Regions from separate parts of the Mus musculus genome. Here regions 2 and 3 are each linked to region 1. The links are chromatin contacts, called in public promoter capture Hi-C maps. All regions are on one chromosome and are shown on one strand. Each heading gives the region's core, a stretch centred on a gene start, on an enhancer-like site or on the middle of the called end of the contact. The rest is flanking DNA. Distances are from core to core; before and after follow the strand shown. Region 1 holds the start of Ammecr1 (Alport syndrome, mental retardation, midface hypoplasia and elliptocytosis chromosomal region gene 1). Region 2 holds the start of Acsl4 (acyl-CoA synthetase long-chain family member 4). Region 3 holds the start of Nxt2 (nuclear transport factor 2-like export factor 2).

The links. Promoter capture Hi-C pulls out the DNA fragments that hold promoters and counts their contacts.
Region 2: a promoter capture Hi-C map of pre-B cells shows a contact between it and region 1. The contact joins the promoter of Acsl4 here to the promoter of Ammecr1 in region 1. A contact is called at or near these places in 5 of 39 promoter capture datasets (the HPC-7 cell line, erythroid cells, hippocampal neurons and 2 more), 4 of 115 datasets of contacts at active chromatin or transcription factors (astrocytes, embryonic forebrain, embryonic stem cells and 1 more) and 1 of 9 other capture datasets (liver).
Region 3: a contact with region 1 is called in a promoter capture Hi-C map of pre-B cells. The contact joins the promoter of Nxt2 here to the promoter of Ammecr1 in region 1. A contact is called at or near these places in 7 of 39 promoter capture datasets (the C10 cell line, the HPC-7 cell line, hippocampal neurons and 3 more) and 1 of 484 Hi-C or Micro-C datasets (embryonic stem cells).

The regions. Positions count from the first base shown.
Region 1 is chrX:142,964,005-142,968,126 of GRCm38.p6, reverse strand. Ammecr1 (Alport syndrome, mental retardation, midface hypoplasia and elliptocytosis chromosomal region gene 1) reads left to right here and starts at 1,401. Exons shown (of 6, transcript NM_019496.4): 1 at 1,401-1,919. The coding sequence starts at 1,414.
Region 2 is chrX:142,388,320-142,392,926 of GRCm38.p6, reverse strand. Acsl4 (acyl-CoA synthetase long-chain family member 4) reads left to right here and starts at 2,392. Exons shown (of 16, transcript NM_207625.2): 1 at 2,392-2,622.
Region 3 is chrX:142,225,886-142,230,137 of GRCm38.p6, reverse strand. It overlaps Nxt2 (nuclear transport factor 2-like export factor 2), which reads right to left and starts at 1,961. Exons shown (of 4, transcript NM_172782.4): 1 at 1,757-1,961; 2 at 528-614. The coding sequence starts at 1,771.

The sequences.
Region 1 (4,122 bases), core at 152-2,651:
AGTTAGTATGCGAACAAGCCTCTCTTTTCTACAGCTTGAGTTTAATAAAAATGCTCTCACCTGTTTGTAAGGTCCCACACACTTAGATCAAAGGTGCCAAAATCCACCCTCTACTGTTTGCAGACAGACAGACTCCTGACTTTGGGGGGGGGGGTATTTTGACACCATGTAGACACAATGGAGATCAGTTATTTTCTACTTGGTTTATTTTTAAATGAATTTTTACAGCTGGCTATTGTCATTTTACAGCCCCTTCTTAAGTGCCCAAAACAGGACTGACTCAATCATACACCTCCCCATTCATTCAAAGAGTTTTGAGACAATTTCTTAAAACTGAGAATTAAGAATTGTCTCATTATACATCTGAACAAAATCTTCTAACTTGCAACTAAAGTGACACTACCTGACTTATATATTTATCTCCAAGGTCTGGACATTGCACTTATATTTCGAATCTCTTTGTTTTCGAATCTCTTTGTTTTCGAGTTCCAAACCCGAAAAGCCCATGGCTGTAAGTCTGAAAACACAAGGAACATCTTTGATTCTGTGGGGTGTTTGTGAGGCACGTATTTATATATGTATTCTTGCTTTTTAATGGTCTCTCTGGACTACGAGGAGAAGATGGAGGGATATACAAGATATACACATTGAATTGGACTTTAATATTTGTCAATTAGAAAGATTAAAGTTTTGCATTTTTTTAGCAAAATCTCAGAAAAACTGTGGTGTCTGGCTAGGTTAGCGTTAAAGACACTGTCGTGTGGCCATTTCCCGGATGGCTTTTACAGTGGCTGTCTCAGGTGTGGAGCTCCAAGGAGCACCTGCTTGCTCACACTCTTAACAGTTCAGAACCAGTGTATTTGAGGCCGGGTGGCTCAGGTTCCACCTAACTGGGCTCGAGTGTCACTAACACTACATGCAATGGGGTATCACCAAGGTGCGCTTTGGAACTTGGATGCTTATTTCAGACTTTCTCCTTTCTTTCCCCCTTTCACTAGTTTCTGTCCCCCTGCTTCTTCTTGGAGCTCGCCCATCTCCTCTTCTTCCTCCCACTCCTCCAAGTCTTGTTCTCTCTCTCTCTCTTTTTTCTTTTTTTTTTTTTTTTTTGCCTTTCCCTTCGCTTTTCCGCCTTCCATCCTCCGCCAGGAACCCGGCTCCCAGGAGGCGCGAGTCGGGCGGGACCCACCGTAGGCGCCAAGCCACCAAAGCTCGTGGCGCGCGCCGCAGGCGGGGGCGCGAGCACGCCCGAGAGCCTTGGCGGGGCTGGGCAGCCCGGGCCGCCGAGCCGCGTGTGCGCGCAGACCGCGAGCCCCCGGCGCGCCCCCGGCGGCCGGGGCCGCAGCGTGCTCGCCCCCGCCGCCAGCTCGCCTCACTTATGGGTCGGAAGCGCTGCGTGGGGGAGACTGTTCCAAGATGGCGGCGGGTTGCTGTGGGGTGAAGAAGCAGAAACTGTCCAGTTCGCCCCCCTCCGGCTCGGGTGGTGGTGGTGGCGCCTCCTCCTCCTCTCACTGCAGCGGGGAGAGCCAGTGCCGAGCCGGGGAGCTGGGACTAGGAGGCGCCGGGACGCGGCTCAACGGACTGGGCGGGCTGAGCGGCGGCGGCGGCAGCGGCGGCGGCGGTGGCTGTCCCCTCTCTCCCCCTCAGGGCTGCGGCGGCGGCGGCGGCGGCGGCGGCGGCGGCGGCAGCGGCAGCGGCGGCGGGGGCATCTCGCTGTCTCCACCTCTGAGCTGCGGAGTGGGAACCCTACTTTCTACTCCGGCCGCCGCCACCGCCTCCTCGCCGTCCTCCTCGTCCTCATCCCCCGGCTCCCGGAAGATGGTGGTGTCAGCGGAGATGTGCTGCTTCTGCTTCGATGTGCTCTACTGTCACCTGTACGGATACCAGCAGCCCCGGACCCCCCGCTTCACCAACGAGCCCTAGTGAGTACCGCGCTCCCCGTCGCCCTCTTCCCCCGGGCTCGGGATGGGGCTCAGAGTTGAGGCAAAGTGTAAGTCCTCCGCCTCCTGTTCGCGGGTGCCCCTCTGTCCCTCCTGCCTCTAGGGTCCCCAGAGTCGCCCGACCCGTGGGGGGCCCTCGGCGCTCCTCTGCTCCACGAGGAGAGCACCCTACCCTCGGAGCAGGGGGCTGCTTTGCCAGCCATGGCCCCCCTGGCTTCCAGACTGCTCCCGCTTCCTCTTTGCGCTAACTTCCAGGAGTTTTGCCCCTTCCCTTCGATCCTTTCTACCCCTCACCCTCCACCCCACCAGCGTCTGGGGCGATCTGGATCACTGTCGGTACCGACCTCTCCTCACTTTACTCGCCATTGCCCCACGTGAAAGCCCCGCCAGTATTCCCGCCCCGCGTACCTTGCACATGGAGAGCTACTATCCCATTGCAGGGTGAAAAATAGCAGTGATCTAACTTCTATTCTGCTAGTGATGGAACTTAGCTCTCGATCTCCAGGGAGGTTGCCCATCTTTTCCTCCGGGTTTCCCTGTTCCTCGGGGAGGGGAGAGGTTTCTTAAAACACCTTTTGCCTTACTACCTATTTTTATCTGAACGTACCCATTAAAATGCATTTCTAGTGAAGCTAGCGCACCACCTCACAGTTGAGAGTGAGACCTTTTTTTTTTTTCCCTCTTCCTTCTTCATTCCAGTGTCTTGGTATAGCACATTCAAAGAATGTTGTCCCCAAAGAGGCACTGTCAATATGTACCAAGCGTGCGTTCGCTTTTGTGTAGATTTCACATTTAAGCAACCTATGTTAAACTCAATGATTCGAGGAATAGTTAACCCAGTACATGTGTAGGCATTTTTACGATTTCCTTTGGCTTTTGTAACTTTACATTATTTTATCCTTCAAGTATATGGTTGAAATTGTTTAAAATAGCACTGTTACAGGCTAAAAGCCAGGTTACTTCTAATCTCTGTCCATTTGGATGTGTGGGAGATGGGGCATATGGTTTTTCTTTTAAAATGTGTAAACTGAGTGTAAACTGACTTTCTGAGTTAAATGCTAGACAGAATGTAAAGTACAAAGGAAGGCAGAATGGGAAAAGGGACGATTGTTTTTATTATGACTACTGGCATCCACAAGAAAAATACAGAAAAAAAAAATTAAGCACACTCATACTGAAAACCATCAACCCCATCCCTTCTGCCCAAGAGCTCCTTGTTTCCCACAGCGTAAAGACATGAATTGATGTTCATTTTAACTTGCTGCCTCTCATTTTGTGAGATTAGAAGAACGAACTACTACTGCTGGATAATTATAGTAGTCTGACGCTACTAAAATATTAAATTAATATGTAAAGTGGAAATTGCAATAAAGTGTCCTGGAAATTGTGCGTTTGTATTGTTTGTTTTCTTTGCTTTCATTCTTTAAAATGCCTTTAATTTTGTCGGACTCCGCTGTGCTCCGGACATTTCTTTAGGTTTCATGAGGAATGGACGAGAAGGTGCCCAGGTGGACACTGTGGAGTGAATGAGGGGCGTTTGGAAAGTTCCTAATGTGAATTCTAGGAGCTTAAATCCTAAATCTCCACCTTTAATTGGCCTATTTATTTTTCATTAAGAGGTAAAATTCATGTTAAAAGGAAATCTGTGAGATACTTAGGTCAAGTCACTTATTAGTGGCCTTCTCTTGGGTGGCTGGGGTGACTTTTAGGCTGGCTCTGGAAAGTCATGGGATTGTCAAAATGTACTCCTGTTCAGTTCTTGAGCTGTTACATAGTTCTGCAGAGGCTTTTTAGCATTCATGCCCCATTGCTCTAAAGCATATGAGAACACACTTTCAGGAGGTGCAATTTTCTCACTTTTTAGAGTGAGTGTGGGTTAACTGAATAACTATCACAGTATTTAAGAGGAAAATGAGCTTGACCAATTCATAAGGGGAATGTTTTAAAAACTTATTATTACTATTATTATTATTATTATTATTATTATTATTAGCAGTGGCCACGTTCCACATGGACTTAGGTGTTTCCCTTTTAATACCCGAGTTGCTGAATTTTTGCCTCTCAGGTCCTTAAGCAACTAAGACATGCATCTGACCACTGTGAATACATTGAGATGGTGGTGGAAGAATTGTGGCTATGAGGGGTTAGGAGGCTTTCAGTGTGTCCCATTTCTACAGACTAGCTA
Region 2 (4,607 bases), core at 1,143-3,642, 580 kb after region 1:
TCAATATATATAGTGTGATCTTGAGATAGGCTTTCCTTTTGTAGCTCAGGCTGGCCTCAAACTTAGATCTGTCTTAGTGTACAGAGCTGGGATCACAGACCTGTGCCACTTCTCCCTGCTCTTAGTTTTGTTCTTCTTTGACACAGTGTCTCCCCTCCCCCCTCCTCTCTTTGATTTTTCAAGACAGGGTTTCTCTGTGTAGCCTTGGCTGTCCTGGAACTCACTCTGTAGAGCAGGCTGGCCTTGAACTCATGGATCTACACCTGCTTCTGCCCCCCAAGTACCAGGATTACAGAAGTGTGCCACCATGCCTGGCTATTTTACCTCTTGTTGGAGTAATGTTTTTTCTTTATCCTGGGTGTGGTTAAATATGAAGGAAAAGATCTGGTAGGTGATAAAGCTGACCAGGACATTGTGGGCACTAATTAATAGTTTAAGTGATAAAGATTTTGAAAATACAAGTAACTTCTTGGTCCGATATATATGTGTGCGATACACACACACACACACACACACACACACACACACACACATACACACACACACACTCACACTCAAAACCTGATAGCTTTTCTCCTCTATTTAGTCCTTGTAAATTTTGAGGGACTTCTGTAAGCTGAGGACTACTGAGTTCAGAAGAGTTAATTAAAAATGTCTGGGCTACGTGACTGATGATGAAGGAAACTAGAAAAGGTATTTATATTACAAGTTCTTTTTCTGCTTGGGCTAACAGGTTGATTTATATCGAACACTGGGTCTGTGTGGTACTTTTGTTTTAATTCCATTACGAAACTCTAGGTTTGTTGGAGGAATAGATGGTTTGTTCCTTCAATTTTTTTTTTTTTTGGTATTAACTCTGGGATAAATGACAGGTTTCTGTACACTGTAGGTACCTAGTGGACTATATAGCCAACTAATAATTATCTGTTTCTGGCATTACAACAAGGTCTCATAAAAATAAAGATGACAATTAAGTTTGTTGTTTGAAGTCCTGAACTTTCTAGGTCAATCTTGTGAAAGGAAAAGCACATGAGTGCCTTATACCCAAGTTGGTGGCTCTATTGGAAATGAAATGAGTGCTACAGCTGTAGAACAACATTCAAACAAGCTGGACATTTCTGCTCTCAGCCAGGCACACTAATACTGTCATTCGGGGTGCTTCTTCTTCTTCTTCTTCTTCTTTTTTTTTTTTTTTTTTTTTTTGGCTTTTCGAGACAGGGTTTCTCTGTGTAGCCCTGGCTGTCCTGGACCTCACTTTTGTAGACCAGGCTGGCCTCGAACTCAGAAATCCGCCTGCCTCTGCCTCCGGAGTGCTGGGATTAAAGGCGTGCGCTACCACGCCCGGCAGGGGTGCTTCTTAAAAATCCAAAATTAAAAAATTTCACCAAATCAAAACCCACATCAAAACATCTGAGGATTATTTCTCCAGGTATTCCCATTGGAACAAACATCCCAGATGATTATGACACACAAAGCCTAAAGCACTACTGAAGCCAGCAATGTGAGGCAAGCTATTGTACGTGTGTGTAGCAGACACAGTCATTCTGTAAGAGAAATGAAAAGTAGCTAGTAAAACAGCCGTAACAGGAAGCAAAAAAGCAGCCGGTCATGGAACTGGAAGAATAGAATTTCTTCTGGCAACTTATTCTTGGTAGTTTGTTGTGGCTTATTATTCGCAATTACAGTTTTGTCTTGAAGTCCTGAGATACCTTTTGGAATTTATTACGAACAATAATTTCTCAATTCTTGGGGGGATTAAAATGGCCTTTATCAAGAAGTCTCAGAAGCAATAGAATCTCACGGTACTGCACTGACTTTTTATCAGTTGTGGGCTCTTTTGCTGAGTGACGCGCAAAACCCTGCCTTCAGGAAATATTTCATAAGCCCGAGTGAGCAGGGAATCTTAATACAGCTCAAGGCAACAGATAAAAGGATAGAAGGCTTTGGCTTTCAGGAGCTAGGTTAAGATCTCTCTCCCATAGGAAGCACGAGGCAGTCCAAAGATAGGTATCTAACTAAGGGCAGCTGGAAGATGACCCCGGGGGAACTTTCATCCTGGGTGGAGTCCCGGGTAGCCCGCTAGGGCGTGGGCCAGTTCTGCGGCTCTAGACTACTGGGCGCTAAGCCCTCGTGGGCTATTTTGCCCAGCACTGCGGGAGCGGCATGGTGGCTGCGGGCTCAAGGGAGGCTTTAGGCGACCTGCGACCCTTCGGAAGCAGCCCTCCTCCTTTGCAGCAGCTGCAAGCCCGATCGGGCTCCGCCTTTTTGGCGGTGACGTCCTTAGTGAGCGGAGGCGGGCGTGTGGGTGGGCCGAGCCAGAGGCCGCCTGCGATTCGGCGGGCTCAGCCACACCACCGAGCTCCCCCGCTCCGCCCGCCCCTCCGGGCTCGTCTTTTCCGGGCTCGCGCCGGACCCCGCCTCCGCTGGCTGTCCGGGTTGCGCGCGCGCCGCTGCGGCTCTCTCCCTCTCTCTCTCTTTTTTTTTCCACTGGTCTCCGCGGCTCGCCCCTCCTTGCCAGGCAGCTCCAGAGCTAGCGGGCACGCGAGCTCCTCTCCAGGAGCTTCCTTCCTCTTAAGGCCGGGACCCAGTGGCAGACTCGTAGCGAGCGAGGCAGCACCTTCGGTGAGTGATCCTAGGCTGGGGAGGATGCGGCTGCTGCGCCCTTGCCCCGGAGAGTCCCCTATTCCTGACGTGCTCCCGGATCCTCACCTGAGCCGGCTGGAGGTCGGGGTTTGGGGGGTGGGGGTGGGCGCTCGGCTTTCCGGCTGCGGCCGCTGGCTCATGGAGAGAACCACCGTCACTATCTCCTCTGATGCTTTCTGGGATCCTCCAGAACCCCACCTGGCTCTTCCCTGTACCCCCGCTGTACCCTGAGAGCCTGAGAGAACTCTTCCTCCTGGGGGTACCGGGCTTTGCCAAGACTCAGTTGACTTGAGCACACCAAGTGCCTGCTAGACCTCCAAACGACCTTTAGGTCGCCCCTAGACCTCAGCTCCATTTTGTCCCCTCCCTTGACACTCTGTAACAGGGTCCGGGCGCTCGCGGGTGGTGGTGGCGGCGGCGGCGGTGGTGTCTTTGGTTCTAGAAACAGCTGCTTTCTTGAATTTGGGGAGGGTGCCTTCGCTTTCGATAGATACTCTCTCAGCATCCATACCTTTACGTATGTTAGCAAACAGCTGGATCATAGCTGCAGCTTGTACCCTGTGTTCTTCCCGTCTTTATCTCCACGATCAGTAGGTGCTGTATAGTTAATATTAGGTTTATTCACTTCCTCTTCCTCTCATTCGAGTACCGAAAAGATCTGTGGCTGGCTGATGTCTATAGACAGAAAAACCTAGGAGAATGTGATTCATTGCCTAACTGGTTACATATTTGAAATCAGACGTCATTTCTCCTTTTACTCTAGCATCTCCTTCGAAGACATTTTTCCATCCTTTTGAAATTAATTTGCTCATTCGTACTTTTCCTCTTAAAAAAATCGTCAATTCTCACTCAGTAGAAACGACGGTAGGGATGGGAATAAGGGGAAATGAACCTTGTTGAAGAAGTAAGCAGTTTGCTTTACTGGTTCATGGTTTTAATCAACCACTAAGTTTCCTCTTCTGTGGAAATATGCTCAGCTGTCATGCAGTTGGATTCAAGCATAACCGAGGTTCCTTCTCATATTTTGTCTCTTGAACCTGTAAATTCATGCTTAGTGACATGTTTTTACAGATAGTTAACCCAAGAAAGCCATTTCCTGCACTTGTAACTTTAGTTTTTTGTTTTTTTTTCTTTTTGTACTTGCAGTAAGCAAGGCTTCCAAATATTCTTAATGTATAAACCACCAAGTGGAGATCAATTACAGTGCTGCTACTGAGCAGGTCAAGCAAAATTTGAAATGTGAGGCCTCTTTCCTTAAATTGCAAACATAGCTCATCTTTTCAGCGGAGTGTGCAAAAGTGTGAAACATGGTAGACTCCTGTTCAAATTTATGATCTCTGCCATTTCCATGGAGCAACCAGTATTATATTGTCAATATATGTGCAAATTGGGATAAAGGGCCTTGGCATCAATCAGATATAAAGAGTTTTACTGTGTTGGGTAGAGATGTGATGGGTGGAGGAAGAACAAAATCTTGTTCTGAATCCAGACTTCTGGAGATGCTCCAACTCCAGCCTCTCAGCTATACTAGCTATATACACCTTGAACAGGGCACTTTTCTTAGTTTTCACATATATAAATTAAGTGACTGTATGGTTGGCAGGATGATCCATAAATCCCCTCCTTTTGGCTTCCGTTTTTTAAAAAACTAAGATTTTTTTTATGAAGACATATGTATTTTAGTGCACTTCACATTAAGGCTGGGGCTGAATCTTGTTATATCATATATAGAATATCATCTCAAAGATGATAGAATATCATCTCAAAGTTTTCATAGACTAGCTTTAATCAATAGAGTATTAATTAGTTCTTAGCTCGGGTAGTGGTCCAGGACTTTAATCCCAGCACTGGGGAGGCTTAGGTATAGGTGTAGGTCAAGGTGGTGTGAGGCAGAGGCTAAGGCCAAGGCCAAGGCCAAGGCCAAGGCGGCGGGGGACTGAGGCGGAGGCGGGGCCCAGGCAGAG
Region 3 (4,252 bases), core at 712-3,211, 740 kb after region 1:
TAAGGCCCCGAGTTCAATTTTCAGCACCGCAATTTTTTCTATTTAAAAATAAAACGAGGTAAAGAAAACTTGGGACTTTGCCTATGAACATGGAACTAGGTAAAGTCAAACTTATGATTCCAGAGCTGATATCCCCACCAATACCTTACCATGCCCTCTATAAGCAACTCGTTTTCTTTTTATATTTTTATTTAAACGTTTTTAAATTTAAATATATTTTGATCATATTCTTTCTCTCCCCCAAGTCCCACCAGATCTTTTCCCCAGCCTTCCAACATGTTTGGGTTTCAAAAAACCCAAACAAAAACTTAATACAACAAAACACTTCCCAAACCAAACCAATAAAACAAAATAAAACAACACCAAAACTGAAAAAAGAACAACAACATAAAAACAATCCACCAAACTGTACTCAAATGAAAGCAACTCTTCAAGAACTTGTGCACCATAATTACATATGCAGGTCAGATAAATGGTATTTTAAAAATAAAATTTAAACAAAGAACAATAGAGACTATAAAACTCACATGTCGTCTTTTGTCCATTGTCTCATAGTAAATATTGACAAATTCCTCGGCAGCTCTACATGCCTGATCCACATAAGTTTTAAAATTCTACGAGAAAATATTCACAAATGTAGATTATAATTCCACCAATCCCCCCTCAAGCACAAAATACACAAAAGAAGTTGTCAATTTATGCTCATCATTCTAAAGCTGCATTTGAATTCCACTCCTATGACATAAATTTGAGTATTAAGATTAAGGCACAAATTTCTGCTTGAAAATCTGCTGCTAGTTTTAGGTGTATGTCTTTAAAACACATTCATCTCCCATCTTTTCATTCGTCACATATGAATCTTGGTTCTTTGCTTGGCATGTATCTGTAACTCGGAGATGTGCAGAGGCAGGGACCCTAGGTGTGAAGTGTGGGCAATTATTGAGTAGGCTAGCAAAGCGCTTCATTTCAAGCGCTTATGACCAAGCTCAAAAGCTACTGCGATTAAAAAACAAACAAACAAACAAAAAAACCAAAAAAAAAAAAAACCTGTCAAAATAGAAGTGAACGTCTAAGCAGCCTCACGGAGACATTTTTCTTACGTTATATAACCACTCACTCGTGTCTGGAAGTGAATTGCAGAACCTAAGAAATGAAACCCCTCAGATCCATTCTCACCAGAGTATCCCTGATGAAGTAACCCTTTTGTGGAGGCAGTTCTAGTCTTTGAAATAAATAAAAACAATCGCCACCCTTTTTCAGGGATCCGGAGCTTTTGCTTGCTCTATCTATCTATCTATCTATCTATCTATCTATCTATCTATCTATCTATCTATCTATCTATCTATCTATCATCTATCTATCTATCTTTAAGCGCCAACGGAAAGAGGGCCACCTAAAGCCACCGGCCACAGAGCTGCATCCTCACACAGGCTGCTGGACTCCCACCAGCCGCTCCATCTCCGGAGCAGGGGGCGGGCGGAGGGCGCGAGCTCCGCCCCAGGGGCTGGCGGGCTGGAGCCTGATTCGCCACTCGCTCATGCTCGCGCCTCCTCCCTTCTCCCTCCCCTCCCCTCCCCCCTCCCCTCCCCTCCCCTCCCTTCCCCTCTCCCTCCCCTCCCCTCGGCTGCCCTCCCCTCCGCTGCCCTCCCCTCGGCTGCCCTCCCCTCCGCTGCCCTCCCCTCCCCTCCGCTGCCCGAGCCCTAGCTTGCTTGCTCCTCGGCCAAGCCGCGGGCGCCAGGAGGTGTCACGCACTCACCACTGCCAAGGCCATCAGGGGGCTGGAAATGGTCTGCTCCAGAGCTGGCCCCGGAGATGTCCGCACTTCCGCGCTCGTCTGGGTCCTTTGGCTGTGGAAGGATGAGATGTTTAGCAACAAAACGAACCTCGCCAATGGCACAGATTTCTCAACCCGCCCATTGTCCCCCGGAAGTAGCTCAGTCCGGTGTTAAAATCACCCCGATGTTCCAACTTTAAGCAGCGTTTCCCTTCAGTTCCGAGTGATCCCGCCCATCCGTTTTAAATTACTTGCAAACTGTTTATTTACCATAAGAGAAACAGATAAACGAAAAAACTAACCAACCTACACCATCCCCCCAAAACCCCAACAAAACAGAAGGGGAGGACCTTGCTTTTGTAAGCTTAATATGGAAAACAAATACATCTCAAGTTCCCAGCTACCTGTCCTGGCACAAGTTAATATTAAATATTCAATTTTGGGTGGGAACCTCTTCACACGAGGAGGCGGGGCCAAAATTTGAAGGCCAACGAGAAACGGGGGGGGGGGGAATCTATGTCCGTAGCCAATAGGAAAAGGGGGCAGAACTTATGGAAAGTAACACCAACCGCCAACTGCACGAGGGCTGAAAAATTTTAAAGTACAGGGGGTGCTGAAAACTGTTTAAAGTACGGCCAGTGGGGTTTAAAAACTGTTTAAAGTTCTAAAATGTTCTCCATTTTGAGCCTTGGCCACTAAGCTTCGCTGGGCTGCCTACAATTTCTCACGGTTTAATATACAAGCATTTCACGGATTCTCGCCACTCTGGGGGGATTATATAACAAGGACTACCCCCCTAAACCCTACGGTGTGTGTTTCCACAGCGTATTCAAGAACAGCAGGACAAGAAACAGTTTAGTAGTGATCACAAGCACGTTTCTAAACATTTTTACTCATACTCAATTATTTATGACAACTATAAGTTAAATATTATTTTCTTATCAGTCTATTTAAAAAAGTGATTAACCAGCGACTACCTAGGATTTAAGTACAAGTAATGTTTCACTACTCCACTGCCATTTTTTGTTTGTTTTTGTTTTTTGGTTTTTGTTTTGTTTTGTTTTGTTTTTTGTTTTTGTTTTTTTTCGAGACAGTGTTTCTCTGTATAGCCCTGGCTGTCCTGGAACTCACTCTGTAGACCAGGCTGGCCTCGAAGTCAGAAATCTGCCTGCCTCTGCCTCCTGAGTGCTGGGATTAAAGGCGTGCGCCACGACTGCCCGGCTCCCACGACCGCCCGGTTCCCACTGCCATTTTTTTTTTATTACGTATTTTCCTCAATTACATTTCCAATGCTATCCCAAAAGTCCCCCACTTCCCTACCCACCCATTCCCATTTTTAAATATCACTGCCATTTTTTAAAAAAACCAATGATTTCAAAGCGGCTACCGCCGGACTTCTAATTTTTGAATCAAAATATTTCTATAAACTTACTATTTGTAGTTGATTTGTGGCTCCACCCAGGAACTGCCCGAGTTTCCAAAATGTTGGTCCCCATTGGACCAGTTACTTCGAAATTTTTTCATATCTTTATCCTCCGTCAGCTCTCACTATCCCACTAACGGTTACCGCTCACTTCTCCAAAGCTGAGCAACTGAACGTCACTGCGCGTGCGCCTTAGTTACTTCACTTTTTTTTTTTTTTTTTTTTTTTTTTTTTTGTCGGCGATGATGCTCACTTCCTGTATTCTTTTTTTTTTTTTTTTCGGGACAGGGTTTCTCTGTATAGCCCTGGCTGACCTGGAACCCACTCTGTAGACCAGGCTGGCCTAGAAGTCAGAAATCCGCCTGCCTCTGCCTCCCGAGTGCTGGGATTAAAGGCATGTGCCACCAAGCCCGGCTTACTTCCTGTATTCTTATAATTCTTATAACTTCCGGCGCGGCTGCTCCCACAAGATGCCCCACTGTTCTTTATATGCTAATGAATCACAAGTCTGTATCTTCAGTTCTAGCTTTTTTATGGAGATGAATTATACATACTGAATTTGACTAATAGTGAAAATGAGAATGGTCTGCATGTTTCTCGGGTTTCTCAGAAACTCAAGTCCAAAATTTAAACTAATTTTATTCCAGTTTATTTCAATTCCATAATTTTCTCAATCAGTTATGTGTGGATCTTTGGATTTTTTTATTAATGTTTGGTTCTCCTCTTATTCTTTATTCTATCCACAAGTATTTATAATCATTTACTGTGATCCAGGCATTGTGCAAAGCTCTAGCTGCTAAGCAGTGAACTTAGTGGCCATAATACCACTGCAAAGCTTAATAACAAAAATGGCAAAAAATCAAGTATGTACTAATAAGGTTTAAAGGAATTCCACGTAATGAATTTTGAATATCTAGTTTTGGCCACTCTCTAAAACATTTTCTACCCCACCATCTCTCTCTGTCTTTGCCTTTCTAATCCCCTTCCCTGTTCCTTCTTCCCTCCTGCGCTCCTCCCCCTCACTCTTACCTCTCCTTTTTATATTTAATCACTCT